Linked DNA regions of Lactuca sativa: region 2 is linked to region 1. Evidence: chromatin contacts called from public Hi-C data. All regions are on one chromosome and are shown on one strand. Each heading gives the region's core, a stretch centred on a gene start, on an enhancer-like site or on the middle of the called end of the contact. The rest is flanking DNA. Distances are from core to core; before and after follow the strand shown.

Evidence for each region. Hi-C and Micro-C count contacts between places; a contact is called where the count stands out from the background.
Region 2: a contact with region 1 is called in a Hi-C map of seed, with 2.6 times the contacts expected there. The contact joins the promoter of LOC111882116 here to the promoter of LOC111882099 in region 1. A contact is called at or near these places in 2 of 4 Hi-C or Micro-C datasets (leaf and seed).

The regions. Positions count from the first base shown.
Region 1 is chr4:193,476,248-193,483,696 of Lsat_Salinas_v11, reverse strand. It overlaps LOC111882099 (zinc finger protein BRUTUS-like At1g18910), which reads right to left and starts at 3,582. Exons shown (of 13, transcript XM_023878462.3): 1 at 3,148-3,582; 2 at 2,663-2,884; 3 at 929-1,123; 4 at 525-856; 5 at 1-86. The coding sequence starts at 3,381. LOC122197381 (a long non-coding RNA gene) reads left to right here and starts at 3,494. Exons shown (of 2, transcript XR_006190770.2): 1 at 3,494-3,626; 2 at 3,772-3,818.
Region 2 is chr4:193,640,263-193,647,711 of Lsat_Salinas_v11, reverse strand. It overlaps LOC111882116 (pentatricopeptide repeat-containing protein At1g18900), which reads right to left and starts at 4,182. Exons shown (of 2, transcript XM_023878483.3): 1 at 4,023-4,182; 2 at 877-3,484. The coding sequence starts at 3,481. The coding sequence ends at 1,091.

The sequences.
Region 1 (7,449 bases), core at 2,333-4,832:
CATCCAAGAAACGTTGATAAGAAGGAGCTGGGCAGTCTTCAGCCAATTCAATGCACATAGAGTAGAACAGTTTATCCAATGCATTGCTGAAAATTTTAAATAATTCATCAGATTTCTGCATCAAGCATGAAGTTTCAACAAATCAAAAAATTAACACAAAATTACAAGATTGGTCCCATGATTTGGTGAGGACAACTATCAAAACTTTTACCCGTTTGGTCCCTGTCGTTTCAATTTCTTGCAATTTTGAAGTGGTTCTTGTCCAAATGATCGAAATAAGAGGGGTGGATGAGTAGGTGGGAGTGGTGGGGTCCAACTACGTTTCTTTTTGTTTATAATTAAAAAGTTAAAAAATCAAATTAGGGACAAACACGACCATGCAAGTAAAAACCGAAACCATAGAGACAAACGTGTAGACGTTTTGATAGTTGTCCTCACCATGTAAATTCTGCCAAACCGTAAGGACCAATCATGTAAATTTTTCATAAATTAATTAATTGATTCTATTTTATATATATTATTACCTGTAGAATATGATGGCATCAGCAAAAAACTTTAACTGCACAATTGCAGGAACTAGGCCAGAAAAATCATTCGAATCTTGAATTGAATATAGCTCCTCCAAAACATCTAGAAGATCCTTACTAAAGGCAGCATGCCATAAACGTGCACCATCCCATGGACTGTATTGAATAGGTCCTGGGATTGGATGTTCTTCAACATCACCCTCGGATGAATAAACTTCTAGAATCTTCCGGAAATTCGCCTGCCCATTCAGGAATAAAGACCCTTTTCCATATTTATCAAAGTCCACACTCGTATTTTCCTCCTTTGCTTTAAGACACGATATTACAACCTTCAAAAAATGGATATATGTCAAAAAAATTAAATAAAACAATTGTTTTCAGATTTAAATCTTTATATATACCTCTTGTAGGAATATATCTTTAGGGACAACTTCTCTAAGACATTGTAGAACATTTTCCCTTTCGTCTGAAGAGAGAAAGGAGTTCATCCACTGAAAAAAGTCTTCTAAGAGTAACATAGGAACACTACAGATGAACTGCCAGACGAATGACGCCTGTTCCTCTGTAGTGAACTGCTGAGTCAGCAATGGAAAAACCTGTTCCATTGTAAATGTTCATATGAATTCAACCAATGATGTGTTTTGAGTCGAATAATGATCAAGTAGTAAATTTAAATGGAGTTCACAAGAGAAGTTCAGTGTAAAGCTTAATAGGATATGGTTGTAAGGAATCCACGTTGAACAAATTAGCATTTCATTATCTGACTCAACACTTTTAAGTCATGGATGATAATAGACCTCTCTACGAAAGATGAAAGTTTAAAAACTTTATATCACTTGAACAGACGTATGGTGGTGGTAGAGATAGGAGATAATTAACTTTATATCTCTTGCACATACTATGTCAGCTTACACTTTATATCACATAACATTTTATGAAAAGTCAAGTGATTTTGCAGAAAAAAAAAAGTTTCTTAAATAAATATTTCACAAACTTCTATCTTCATAGTCATTTTATGTATTTATTTAAACCACAATCATTTTGTAATAATAACCCATCTATCTTTGATCATTTTAATAAGCTTCTTCTATTTTGAAAAAACTGAATTAAACAAGGGTCAATAATACCGACCAAAATGTAGAATTTTACCGGCTATTGCCTGTTTAGGTTTTGGGTCTTCTCCAACAGATCTCCGGCGACACTGCAACCCCTCGCACCCCACTGGGTTAAGGTGTAGGCAATGAAACGAAGATGAGATATTTGTGGGCTTGTGATTATAAAGATTGCGGTGGTTTAGGCAATCGCCGGAATCTCCTGCCGCCGTCGCCATCGGAGGACCACTTATCGCCCTTACTCTGTTTGCAACAACTGCAATGGTTTTAATCACCGCTACACTACTTTATTCTGCTGTTGTGTGCAGCAGACTTTATATTTGTGGCAGCGGTGGTGGAATTTGTTCCGGTGGCTGTGACGGCAATGGCGGGCATTGCGGCGTTTGGATGGTTTCTCCCGTCAGTCAGGTAGAGGTGGCAACCACTGCTCTGGGTCTGGCCATCTGTTCTTTACAAACAGATCTTTCTCGCATTCCTTTTTCGTTTCAATCTCGATCTCTCCACATAACCCTAATCTTTGTCTTTTGATTCATAAAATTAGGCCATCGAATTCAAGCTAACTACCAAGAAAAGGTTTTGGTTTCTGTAGTTGATTGATCCATAATCCTAGAGTGCAACATTTTCAGATATTCTAACGAAACCCTTGCAAAAGACTGGATGCATTTAACTTATTGTGGAATGTTGAGATTAATTGGTATCTATATTCCGAAATTCAATAATATTGTGTTTTTGTTATGATATATTTAAAGGGAAAGTTTCAGAGTTGTACTATATTTCAGTGCAAATAATTCCAAATTTGTAGTTAGCCAAGTCTATTAGAAGGTAATGTGTGTTTATACAGAGCTGTTTAATCATGGTCTTTGTTTCCTTCAAGCATAAGGACCTCATGCCAAATTAGTACGTATATATGTAGCATAATCGTACAAATGAAAATGGGATCTCAGGACAAATGCCCATAATCTCCACAAATGAGGAACCCAATTTAATATGATTGTGAGCATTAAGCAAGAATGTGTGTCATACCTGTTCTTCTTCTTTGGCCATATGTTTGCAAATGCTGGATTGCAATGTACAGATGAAGTACACAAGTTCTTGAAATGGCTTGGAAATAGACCTTTCATCTTCCTTCTCCAAAACATCTAAATAATGGAAAATCGAGTCCAAAATATCCTCTGAGCTTGTGTGCTCAAGTGAATACGCAGACACCACATTCTTTACATGTACATCCAGAGCTCTAAAAATCACCTGAAATTAATCAAGTGAAATGTGCCTAAAAACCTCAAATATCATCATAGTCAATTGGATTACTTAAGCATTTAGCTCACAAACAATCAATTCGAAACAAATCCTTAATTATAAGCAGAAAAATTCAAAGTTTAAAAGTCAACCCGAGGGAAAAGTTCATGAAAAAGGTAATAAGCTATTCGACGGTGGTTTCAACATAGAGTAATTAGTGTCGGTGTTAAATTATTAGTAAACAGAAATCAGATTCAGGAAAATGAAGAAACCTCATCTTCAGCAACGGAGTGATACTTATTAACAAGCTTCAGAAACTCAAATCTACGGCGGAGTTCCTGAATCAAGTCAACACCGTAGATCCTGCTGTCCAACGCCTCCGCCGCAGTACGACGGAGGTCAGTAACTTCTTCACGAAGAGCATTGTGAAAGTGCAACAACAAGAGAACAGGAGCTTCACGGAGTCGAACACCAGGGATAACAGCAAGTTCAAATGCCGACGACATAAGACTGAGAGAGAGGGAGATGTCAACGCTTTGCGATTACTTCAGGCGGTATCTCCGCCTCCTCCTGAGGGGCGGAATTGAGCTAGTCGTCGTCAGCCATAAAAACGTCGACCACCGCCGCATAACACAGAAAACGACGAGAGAGACAAAGGGAAGTTCCGGCATGGAAGTTGTGGTGAATATAACGACCACTGCAGAGTCTCAGGCATTATCTCTCTGGCATTGGCCGTTCAAAGCTTCGTGCGGTATTTTATTTATTTTTAATTATTTATTTTTGGAATTATTAAATTTGGTCGTTTGTGTAACGACGGTGTGATGATTGAGATGTTGTACCTAACGGCCTTCGCCTCCTATTTTTTAACGGGGGGATGCTTCCACGTTTGTCTGTAGGTTAGAGATGAAGAGGCGTTGAACATGCTGTTCCACGGTTTACTCTTTGCACGCGCCTCTAGACCTAAATCAAATAATATTTAGAGAAAAGAAAAAACTATTTTCTTTAATTTTGTATTACAAAATAATGAAAAAATTAAGGACAATTATTGTCACCCATTTTAGGAATAAAAAATTGAAAATTTTTTCATAAAAGTTTTGAGTCTATGTTATTTTTTACATTTAACATTTCATTTATTAATTTGTTATAATTTTAACTATATTGACTAGGTTGTCTGTTGACGTGTTATGATGATGTAAATTTTCAAACTATGTTTTTTTTTTCAATTTTGGCACATAGTTTGTTCAAAATCGAACATTATTTTTTTTAATTTCTTTTTTAATGTTGTCATTTTTTTATTCCGAATCGAACATCATTTTTTTTTAATTTTGTACGTTTTAAAAACGACACTTCATTTTCTTGTTTAATATTGTTTTTTTACAATTGAAATTGTATAAATAATTTTTTTATATTTGAAACCACATAAATATATTTTTTTATTGATAATATGGTTTTTGCATTTTAAAACCATATCTTTTTTTTGTATATATACAATGTTATTTATATTTAAATCATAATGTTATTTATAAATATGTATTAATTATATTATAGCTGTATTTTTCATATATTGTTTGATTATGTGGCGCTGGCGTGACAAGATAACTGATTAACTTGAAACCACATTTTGGATAATCCAATAAAACTTAATTTGGATTTCATATAAAATCTAAAATTCCGAAACAAAAATACATTTAGCCTCTTTGATATTCTTTGAGAGAAGATTTTTGCATAGTAATGTTAAGTGGAGAAAAAGTATATATATGTAAGAACCAAAAATCATAAATATATATAACGAACGGTCACTTGGTAATTAAAGCAACCCCAAACCCTCGTGTTCTTGAGATTAAATTAGATTATCTTACTATTTGCATCTCCAAGCTCATATAAAAGTTGTCTATTTGATGATAAGTACGATTATAATATAATTAATATATTTGTACATAACATTATGGTTTAAATGTAAAAAGAACATTGTATTTATATAAAAATGTGGTTTTTAAATAAATATATATACATACATACATATATATATATATATATATATATATATATATATATACATACATATATATATATATATATATATATATATATATATATATATATATATATATATATACACGGTTTCAAATGTAAAGAAAAATAATTTATATGATTTCAAATGGAAAGGGGTCAATATTGAACAAGATTAGGATTGATGTTTGATTTTTGAATAAATTAATATTCTTGAAGTGGTACTAAACATGTAAACGGGGAACACAATGATTAACTAATGAAATGACTAATTAAGGTCTCCACTTAATGATCCCAAAACAAACAAAGACTTGTATTGCTTAAGTTCCGAAACACAAAACAAACTAAATTAAATATGCTCAAGCCAGTTCATTTGCAAATCTATTGCCTTTGACCTTATGTGACTATCATAGTTGATCCTTTGACCTTGTCTGACTATCATACTTGATCAATGACATTTGCTTGGAGAATGGATCGACAAGTTCAATGATACTGACTTGTCAAGCTTAAGGCATACGAGTCGCCAAACTTGGTACATGATATAAAATACAAGATCGATCTCTTAGTAAAAACATGTGGGACTCAGCTCATTTCCTCTATCTCAACAGTAGAACTAAGACATTAACATTGCTCAATGCCATGACATGCTTTATAAGCACGGGTCCCCAGACTTGGTACATGACATAACATACAAGGTCAATAATTCATTTTATGATGAAACATAAAAATGATAGACAAATATCTCTAAGAAAACAACTGTATATCATAATTATTTAATCTCATATTCGACCACATACATTCATATATTTTTAAGCACGGTTCTACCAAAAAACATATATGATCAACCAAATACCATATAAAGAACTGCGCATCACATAAATATTCACATTTCATATATAAGCAACCTTTATTTATTTAACATTTTATTAATAACCATTGTTTTGTTATATATTCAACATTTTAATGTACAACTAACATTTTGTTATTTATTCAACTTTTATTATATTTATCCAACCGATTGATAGACAATTGTAACGCCCCGTTCTTGAAATATCTATATATGGGATCCCGAGAGCAAGAGTAAGGGCGTTTCGGTCCTTGATGTGGATATAGACTTTAGCGGGAACGGCTTGATGGAGGGGATTAACAAAGGGGCACCATGCATGCCTTGCATGCGCGCTTGTGGTTGGCTGGGTACGCCCAACGTAAGCTGGATGTACGCCCAACGTAGTGGAGGAAAGGAACACGGAGGTCTCTTGGCGTACGCCCAGCGTACGTCTGTCATCTAGAAACCCTAAATTTAGGGTCAGCCACTATATAAGGAACATAATGGTTCTTACCCTAGCCTCCATAAGCACTCTCTTAACCTCAGAAACCCTAGATAGCAGTCCCACCTCCATTGTGGGTGTGTTTGGCCTTGGAAAGCTTGTTTTGGCAAAAGAGAGTCTTGAAGAAGAAAGAGGAAGTTGTCAAAGAAGGAGTTGTGTGGCTGGAGCTTGTAGATCTGGAAAGACATCATATTCTGAGGCTCTTTTGAGGTAAAAAGTCTCTAGCTTGGCAATCATATTGTGTAGATATATGTCTAGTGAAGTTTTAACATCATTCTTGTCCCAAAAACCCTCATCTTGATGCATGTTTCAAGTTGGTTGAGATTAGCTGTCCTTTTAGACCTTAAGAGAGGTCTTGAGTAAGAAAAATGAGGTCCCAAGGGCTTTGGTAGTCTCACATTTGTTATAGATAGGTCTTATTGGATTAAGACCTTGGATTAAGAGCTTTATGGACGTCCCAAGTAATAAAGTTTGAGACTTTATGAATCCTAGGCATATTTGGTCTATGGATTTGAAGTTTGGACTTAAGAGATAAAGCCATTAAGATCTTATGAGAAGTTGTAGTTCAGCGGACTTACGCCCAGCGTAGTGGGTCTGTGTCCCGATTCTAATTCGCAAGCATCGTGGTACGCCCAGCGTACCAGAGAGGGTACGCCCAACGTACTCCCTCTATTGGGTTTTCATTTTGGGCCTTAGGAGATTGGGCTGTTATTGGGCTGCTAGATCTTGGGTCGTGACTGGACATTATGGATGGAGTATTGTGGACTCACTAATTATTATGGACCTTGGATCTAGGCCCATTTGGTGAGGTGGGCCCAATTTAGTAAATTGGGCCAATATTAGGCTTTGCTTCAGACTTTTGGTCTTTGGGCCATTAATGGGCTTGAGAGCTTATCTAGTGATGGGCCTTTCATATTTTGATTGTGGGCCTTAGTCATGGACCGGATTGAGTTAAGGGTAAATTGGTCAATTTACCCTTGGAAGGATATTGTATTTGGTCTAATGGTTATTTTGCTGCTTCGGATAGTTCGGGATTTTCGGTGAGGCGGTGATTCGGGAATCTACTTCTTCATTTCAGAGTTTCGGCAGTTGCGAGGTGAGTTATCCTCACTATATCAACAGGGTCTACGGCACCAAGGCCGGCCCTTTATCGGATTGTAATCCGGGTATCGTTGTTATATTATTGCTTGGCTATGTTTGCATCCTGGTAGTTAGGATGGTATTTGTTAGATACCT
Region 2 (7,449 bases), core at 2,933-5,432, 160 kb before region 1:
TCTTTATCCAAATATTATAATTTATCCAAATATTATACACAAATTTCAAACATAAAAATGTTCACTTTCACTCGTAGCTTTGTTGCACTATATATCTCGCAAAATGTAATAACATACAGAAAGAAAGAAAGAAAGAAAGAAAAAAGAAAAAAAAAGCATGACAATCAAATCGAACTAATATAAATGAATGCCTATGATAAATGAATGAATGAGACTATGGTTCATATTGTTTAACTAAACAAACAAAATATCATGTTGATGCTCTTTCGTAAACCAAATAAACAAACTTCTAACGACACTTTTTGCAGAATGTTCGATTCAACATACATAAAACCCTTCTCTCCTCCAATGTCATAAGATGGTTAAAGGGGACAATGAAATCCATGACCCCATTTGCTAAAATTTAGGGATGAACATTAGGACAACTGGCCGGAACCGGATAGAACCGATCAAGCGTGGACCGGAACGATATTCTTGTGGATTTTTTTAACCGGGAACCGGTAGAACCGGCAAAAACCAGTAGAACCGACAAAACCGAAACCATATATTGCTATTTCTCGATGACCGGTTCGAACATTGAAGACACAGCAAGAACCAATATGAACCGGAACCGGTAGAAGTGGCGGTCCGGTTCGGTTCCTATTTTGCACCAAGTTCGGTTCCGGCCGGACCAGTTCCGATGCTCATCCCTAATAAAATTCCCTAAAGTCTCCCAGATCAGTCTAATGACTACAAAAGTAAATTAGAAGGAAATAAACAAATGTGCTACAAGCTTCGAAAAATAAACTAGAAATCAAATATACTCTTCATCAGGAGCGAGATTTTCAAGAACTCTTGCCTTCAAATCTAAAAACGAAAGAACAGAAACAATCGCTCTTCTCCTGCATAAATTCTCTTCATAGGGTATATAATAATAATAATAATAATAATAATAATATTTCCTTAATCGTTCCTCATCATACATACAAAAGAGAGCGAAATAAAACTCCCACCACTAAAAAACTCTTCATCAAAACCACCCACCTTATCATAAACCCTCTTTAAACCCCATTACCCAAAAATTGTGATCATCAAATCAACCTCAAAAACCCTACAATAAATGCATCCTCTCAACATACGACTGAACCAACCACTTACTAAGCGGTTCCCCACACCCCACAAAACACCCCGAATTCCCATTCTCCATAAAAAACGGAAACCGAAACAAATTAAGCAATTCCCTAACCGATTCCCTAACCATCGAACTCCCCGTCACCCGACTCCTCCGGCCCCACCCCGTCACAATATCAATCCTACTTGGACAAACACCCGATGACATCATCTCCCTCCTAAACCACGCCAATGTACGCGATAACGCCGTGACAGCTGTCCCATCCGACATCACATGAAGATTTATAAGCCAATAACACGCGCTCTTCTCCCTAACCGCGTCTGGATACACGTTTTTCCGCGCCGCCACCTCCCAAACGGACCCCGCCTCCTCCTTCAACCCCGACTTATGTAAAAAGTCAACCACCGCGTCCACAAGTCCGCGTTTACTTTCCCTATCCTCACTATGCATAAGATCCAAAAACTTTGTCACGTGGTCCCTCACATTTTGCCCATCGGGGCCCGCGGAGGGCATCGACCGAAGAAAACGGTCCGCAGGGTGGCCCGTGAGACACATCACCTCGTGAAAAAACCGCATGTCAACCGCTGTTTGAGCCTCCGTACAACAACTAAGAAGTAAAGTGTACGTCTGTAAAGACGGATTTAGCCCTAGACTACGCATACTTTGAACTAAACTATACGCATCCGAAAGCCTATGCACCCGAAGAAACGCGCTTAACAAAGAATTACAAGTCGGAACATTCGGAAGTAACCCCGCGTCTAACATCGCCCGATACCACCCCCACGCTTTTTCGACATTTCCGGATTTACCCCACAAGTCGACAAGAAGCCCGTACACCGGCTCATCCGGGACCCAGTTTTTTCGGGTCATTTCCGTAAATACGGCTTCCGCTTCTTCGAGATACCCGCAATGTCCAAGAACCTCCATTACTATACTATATGTCACGTTATCGGGCTCGAATCCGGCGCTTTGCATGTCCCGATACACCTTCAAAGCAATCGGGTAGTTTCTTGCTTTTGCTTGTAACGCGATCATGATATTGTAAGTCACTAGATTCGGGATACAACCTTGACTAACCATTTCACAAAATAACTTCAACGCTGCGTCTAAATGACCCGCTTTTCCCAAACAATTTATGATTACACTGAAAGTGAATGTATCGGGTGAAAGTCCGGCTTCTTGCATTCTTTGATACATACCCATGGCAATATCAAGATACCCTGCTTTCGCATGGATGTCAATTAGGGTACAATATGTAACCCTATCGGGTTTCACCCCTTCTTTTTGCATTTGATCGAAAATCTCGAGTGATTTTTTTAGAAAATTTGCACGTCCATAGCTATGGATTAACCGATTGTATGTGACAACATTTGGGGGGTATCCATCTCGAACCATTTGATCAAGTAATTTGTCAATTGACCCGAATTGTTTGGCCCGACCCAAGATCCCAACCATGGTTGTGTAAGTGTGACCATCGTGGTTAAACCCGGGTTGAGTTTTTAACCAGTAGAAAAAGTTAAGAGCTATTGAATGATCTTGAAGCTGTTTGAGTACTTGATTCGCTTGGTATACATCTAATGACCCGTTTAGATTCCATAACGCTTGTTCTATTCCCGGGCCCCACTTTGAATTTCTCAATATCTGACAAACTGTTTCCACCATATGACCCGAACCGGAAAACTGTCGACCCGGTTGTGAAACGGGTTTTGTTGATATTCCTCGTGTTACCATGAACTGGTTTACACAATCTTTTGATCTTTTCGTGTTTTGGTTTTGAAAGTTGGGGGCTGTTTTACCCGATGGTTTGCTTTTCGCGACACTTGTGGGGTTTTTTTGAGCAGATGTTTGTGGTTCAATTTTTTTGTACACTTTAACATTCGATGATTTATCACTTGAAGTTGTTTTTTCAGGAATAACTTTTTTGTAAGGTTTGACATTTGGAATAGGTCGGCCATGGTCAACCACATAGTTTTGACTTGACCCTTCGGTCATGGGTATCTTGTAGTTGACCACATCGTTTAGAAAGTTGACTGCTGCGATTCCTGCCCGAACAAAGTGCCCGGTTGTAAGACCAGATGGCTGGATTGAGGTGTCGATTTCATCAGCATAAGTTACACAATCGGGTTTTGACTTTGGTGTATGGTCAACTATGTTGGTATTGGGTGTAGTAGAAGATTTGGGCACAAAGGTGGATGATGATGTTGTTTGTGGATTTCGGGTTCTGTTTGTGTTGGGGATTTGCCTTTTGGAAGTGCAAGCTTCATCTTCTTGACAAGTGCATGAACTTCCATCTGCACTACATCTTGTTCCACTGAAGAAGAAAGATCTAGCTGATTGGGAAAGAACACCTAGCTGTTTTGTGCGCAACATTCTCTGCATAAATTGTATGAACAATTTAAGTTATACACTAAGATTTGTAAAGATCGCCATTTAGGCGTTTACTACCATAAAAAGACCTAATTTTGAAACTGAAACTCCCAATTGAAGATTGATCTCCATGATCGTTTTATTTTATTACACTCCCAATGATCGAATGATACTTGCAATCCTTTCGCCCTGAATTATTTCGATTTTGGTTCCAAAATGAGCCCAAAATTCGGATACGAATTGTGTCGGCTGTGAGGGAGCAATCAACAAGATATTCTAATGATCGAATTCAGGGCAAATTTAGCTCTGAAGATTTATTCATATTAGACCAAAAAATTTCAAGAAAGAACCCGTTTCTTCAAATGATCAGGATGGAACATAATACAGATTTAGGAAACATTTAACGAAAAGAAAAACCCTAATCAGGATCAATAAGGTAGCCCCATTTGACCAAGCAGTCAACATTTCAATGGCGAATGAAACCACATGAGAAAAGAAATGATTGATGCAATCAAATATGAAAGAAGATTGATTAGCTCATTACCTGAGATGGGTAGAGGAGGAAGATGAGAGAAACGATGTGGCGGCTACTTCTCCATAAGAGCAGTCAAGGCATGCGTTAATTTTGCAGGCCAAACAAATGGAAGGGGTTTTGTGTGAGATTTTTCTATTTATGTTAGTTGGGAGTGAATTGGTGGTATGTTTGTAAACCCTATATTGTGATTATTTTTTCTGTTGATTTTGGTATCCACGCGTTCCCACCTTCACGGATTTCTTCTCACTCCTACAATGCTTTTAGCAAACCCCTCTCTCATTTTCCTTTTACCTTTTCTTTTCTACTTTTTATTATATTTTTTGTTCCATGAAATTAAAATCTAACTCATTTATTAGTGATATTCGTCCAAATTTATATAATGTTGGAAGTAATGATAATTTTTAATTTTTTAAGTAAATAATCAATAATTTCAAAGTTTTACATTTTTCAAATTATTTTTTCATGATAAAAATAATTTCAAATTTTAATTTTATTTTACTGTAAAAGTAGTTTGAAATATCGAACTACATTCTCTTTCTGTAGAAAAATTAGGTTGAAATTCTTATTCACTTGGAATATCCATATGTAGGTCGAAATTCCAACGTGTTTATTATTTTTGAACTTGTTCTTCGTGTTTTTTATTGAATTTTGAACATGTTCATATTTTTGGATTGAATTTCTAACTTGTTTTCCGTTTTAAAAAATCAATTTTCTTCATTAAAAATGACGATTTGGGGGGAAAATAAGAAGAATGATGATGAGAAATAATACACAATAAGAAGAATGATGAATGCCTCAAAGTCTTTTATTGAAGCTTATTCTAAGTTCGAGACTCACTCATCGTTGTGGTTGATGGCATATTATTCTTGTCCTTCACTAGTGTGGTGATTTGTGGTGTTTCTCTAAGTCTATCGAGAGTTTGCATCTTCATGATTGGGCTTGCATCAACAGCAGGATTATTGTTGGTAGGTATTATAGGTAAGAAAACAAGAATGCAAAACAAAAAGTAATCAAAATTCACTCTTTGCTTAATTGGAAAAACTAACTCAAAACTAATGGTTTACAATCTGTTCTCATAATCATAAACTCAATTAGGGATATGAATATATAGCCTAACATAACAACTTGTATTAGAATAGGAAACTTATGACCAACTTGCCATAAAATGGATTGCTTGATCCTCAAACATAGGATTCCAACAATCACCCTCGAATCTATAAGTCCTTCTAGAGACGTCTTCAATCCCGATCACACTCCGTATTTCCTTGAACTTGTAAGAATTTCCGCCTTTTGTTCCTCCTCGGGAATGTACACCACCTCCACTTGTTTGTTTTCAGCATAATTTTTACCCGTGACAAATAAATCATCAAGATAATTTGCTAAAATTAGCAAGTTAGATTCTTCACTTTTTCGGTACACCGATGTTTCTTTCATGCACTTTTGAAATTTAATACTCTTGAAAATCCCATCAAGCTTCATGTTCCATGCTCGAGGTGCTTGTCTTAGACCATATAGTGCTTTTTGAGGCGATATACTTTATGCTTGATGCCTTTCTTTATATAGTCTTCCGGTTGCGATACGTAAACGGTTTCCTTCAATTCTACATGTAAGAACGTTGTTTTAACATCTAAGTGGTGAAGCTCCCACCCATGAGTAGTGGCTAAGGCTATAAGAAACCAAATGGTTTCAATTCGAACTACCAAAGCAAATACTTCTTGAAAATCAATATCGGGTTGTTGCACGTAACCTTTAGCAACCAACCTTTCCTTGTATTTATTAATGGTGTCGTCTGCATTTTTCTTCAATTTAAATATCCACTTGAGTCCAATTGGCTTCACCCCATAGGCTTGTTCACGAGAGTCCAAGTATTATTCTTGTTTATTGAATTAATTTATGCATTCATCACTTTAACCCACTCTGGTTCTTTCTTCGCTTCTTCAATCGATATCGGCTCATCATTCGTTATAAGAAGAAATTCTTCGAGATTATCAAGATCAAGCTCATAATCTTGAAATTGCCTTGGAGGTACTCTTGTTCTCAAGGGCTTTTGGTTTGCAGCTCCTTGTTGAATATTATTATTGACCGGACTTGGTTGTTCATTATCTTGTACTTCCGCTCCGCCTCCAAACTCATGATCTGATTCAGTTGGTTCAATTGGATTGTTATTTACATTGTTTCCTTGATTGTTGTTCATCTCGTCTTCTGGGTAGTCCCATGGTATTATGAATGAGCCTGATTCTTCATCGTTGGTACCTGCTTCTTTAATCCAATCACACCCTTTGGTTTCATCAAAAATAACGTCTTGACTCACAATTATTTTTTATGTCGTCGGGTTAAATAATCGATAAGCTTTTGTACCCAGTTTGGAACCAACATGCACTAGTGGTCTTGATCTTGCATCCAACTTCTTTAGATTCACCGGTTCAACTTTTGCATATGCTAGACACCCAAATATACAAACATTTTCTAAATTCGGTTTTCTTTTATACAACTTTTCGTATGGAGTTGTAGCACCAAGGACTCTTGTATAGACATGTTTGATTAGATTTGTAGAATGATTTACCGCTTCTCCCCATAAGTAGTTTGGAACACGCGTTGCCTTAATTATACTTCATTTCATGTCCATAAGTGTTCAGTTTCTTCGTTCCACAATTCTGTTTTATTGTGGAGAGTATGGGGCGGTAAAGTAGCGTTTGACTTCGTTTTGATCACAAAAAGAATTAAACTCGAGAGAAGTAAACTTGCCTCCTCGATTACTTATAAACACTTTTAAAGGCTTTCTAATTTCATTCTCCACCAAAGCTTTGAATTTTTGAAGTGTATAAATGCCTCACTTTTTTCTTTCATGAGATAAATCTACATCAATCATGAAAAATCATCAATTAGTGTGAAGACATATCAAATTTGACCCTTGGTTGCCAGCGTGATCGGACCACATAAATCACCATGAACTAATTCCAATGGTCGTTTTGCTTTGTATGTCGTCATAGATGGGAATGACTTTCTTGTTTGCTTGGCCACCAAGCAAGACTCACACAATTGATTCTCATGATCAAATTGGGGTAACCCTTTGACTAAACCCCTCTTGGAAATCTTCTTCATTGACTCGAAATTGATGTGCCCAAGTCTTGCATGCCATCACCACGTATTTTCAGTTAGTCTCGAATGAAGGCAAATAGGTACTCCAATTTGTAATTTTATTTTATAAAGGCAGTTTGGAGTTCTTTGTACCTTCATTAATAAGCAACTATCAGCATCATGCATGGTCAAATAGTTGTCTTTCATTCAAATATCACATCCGGCTTCGGTTGCTTGTCTGAGACTAATAATATTGTTCTTAGGATCTGGTATGTAGTAAATCCCCGTCATCAGCCTTTGTTGACCCCTTTTGCCTTGGAAAAATATATCACCTTTTCCTTTGATTTTTACACACAAA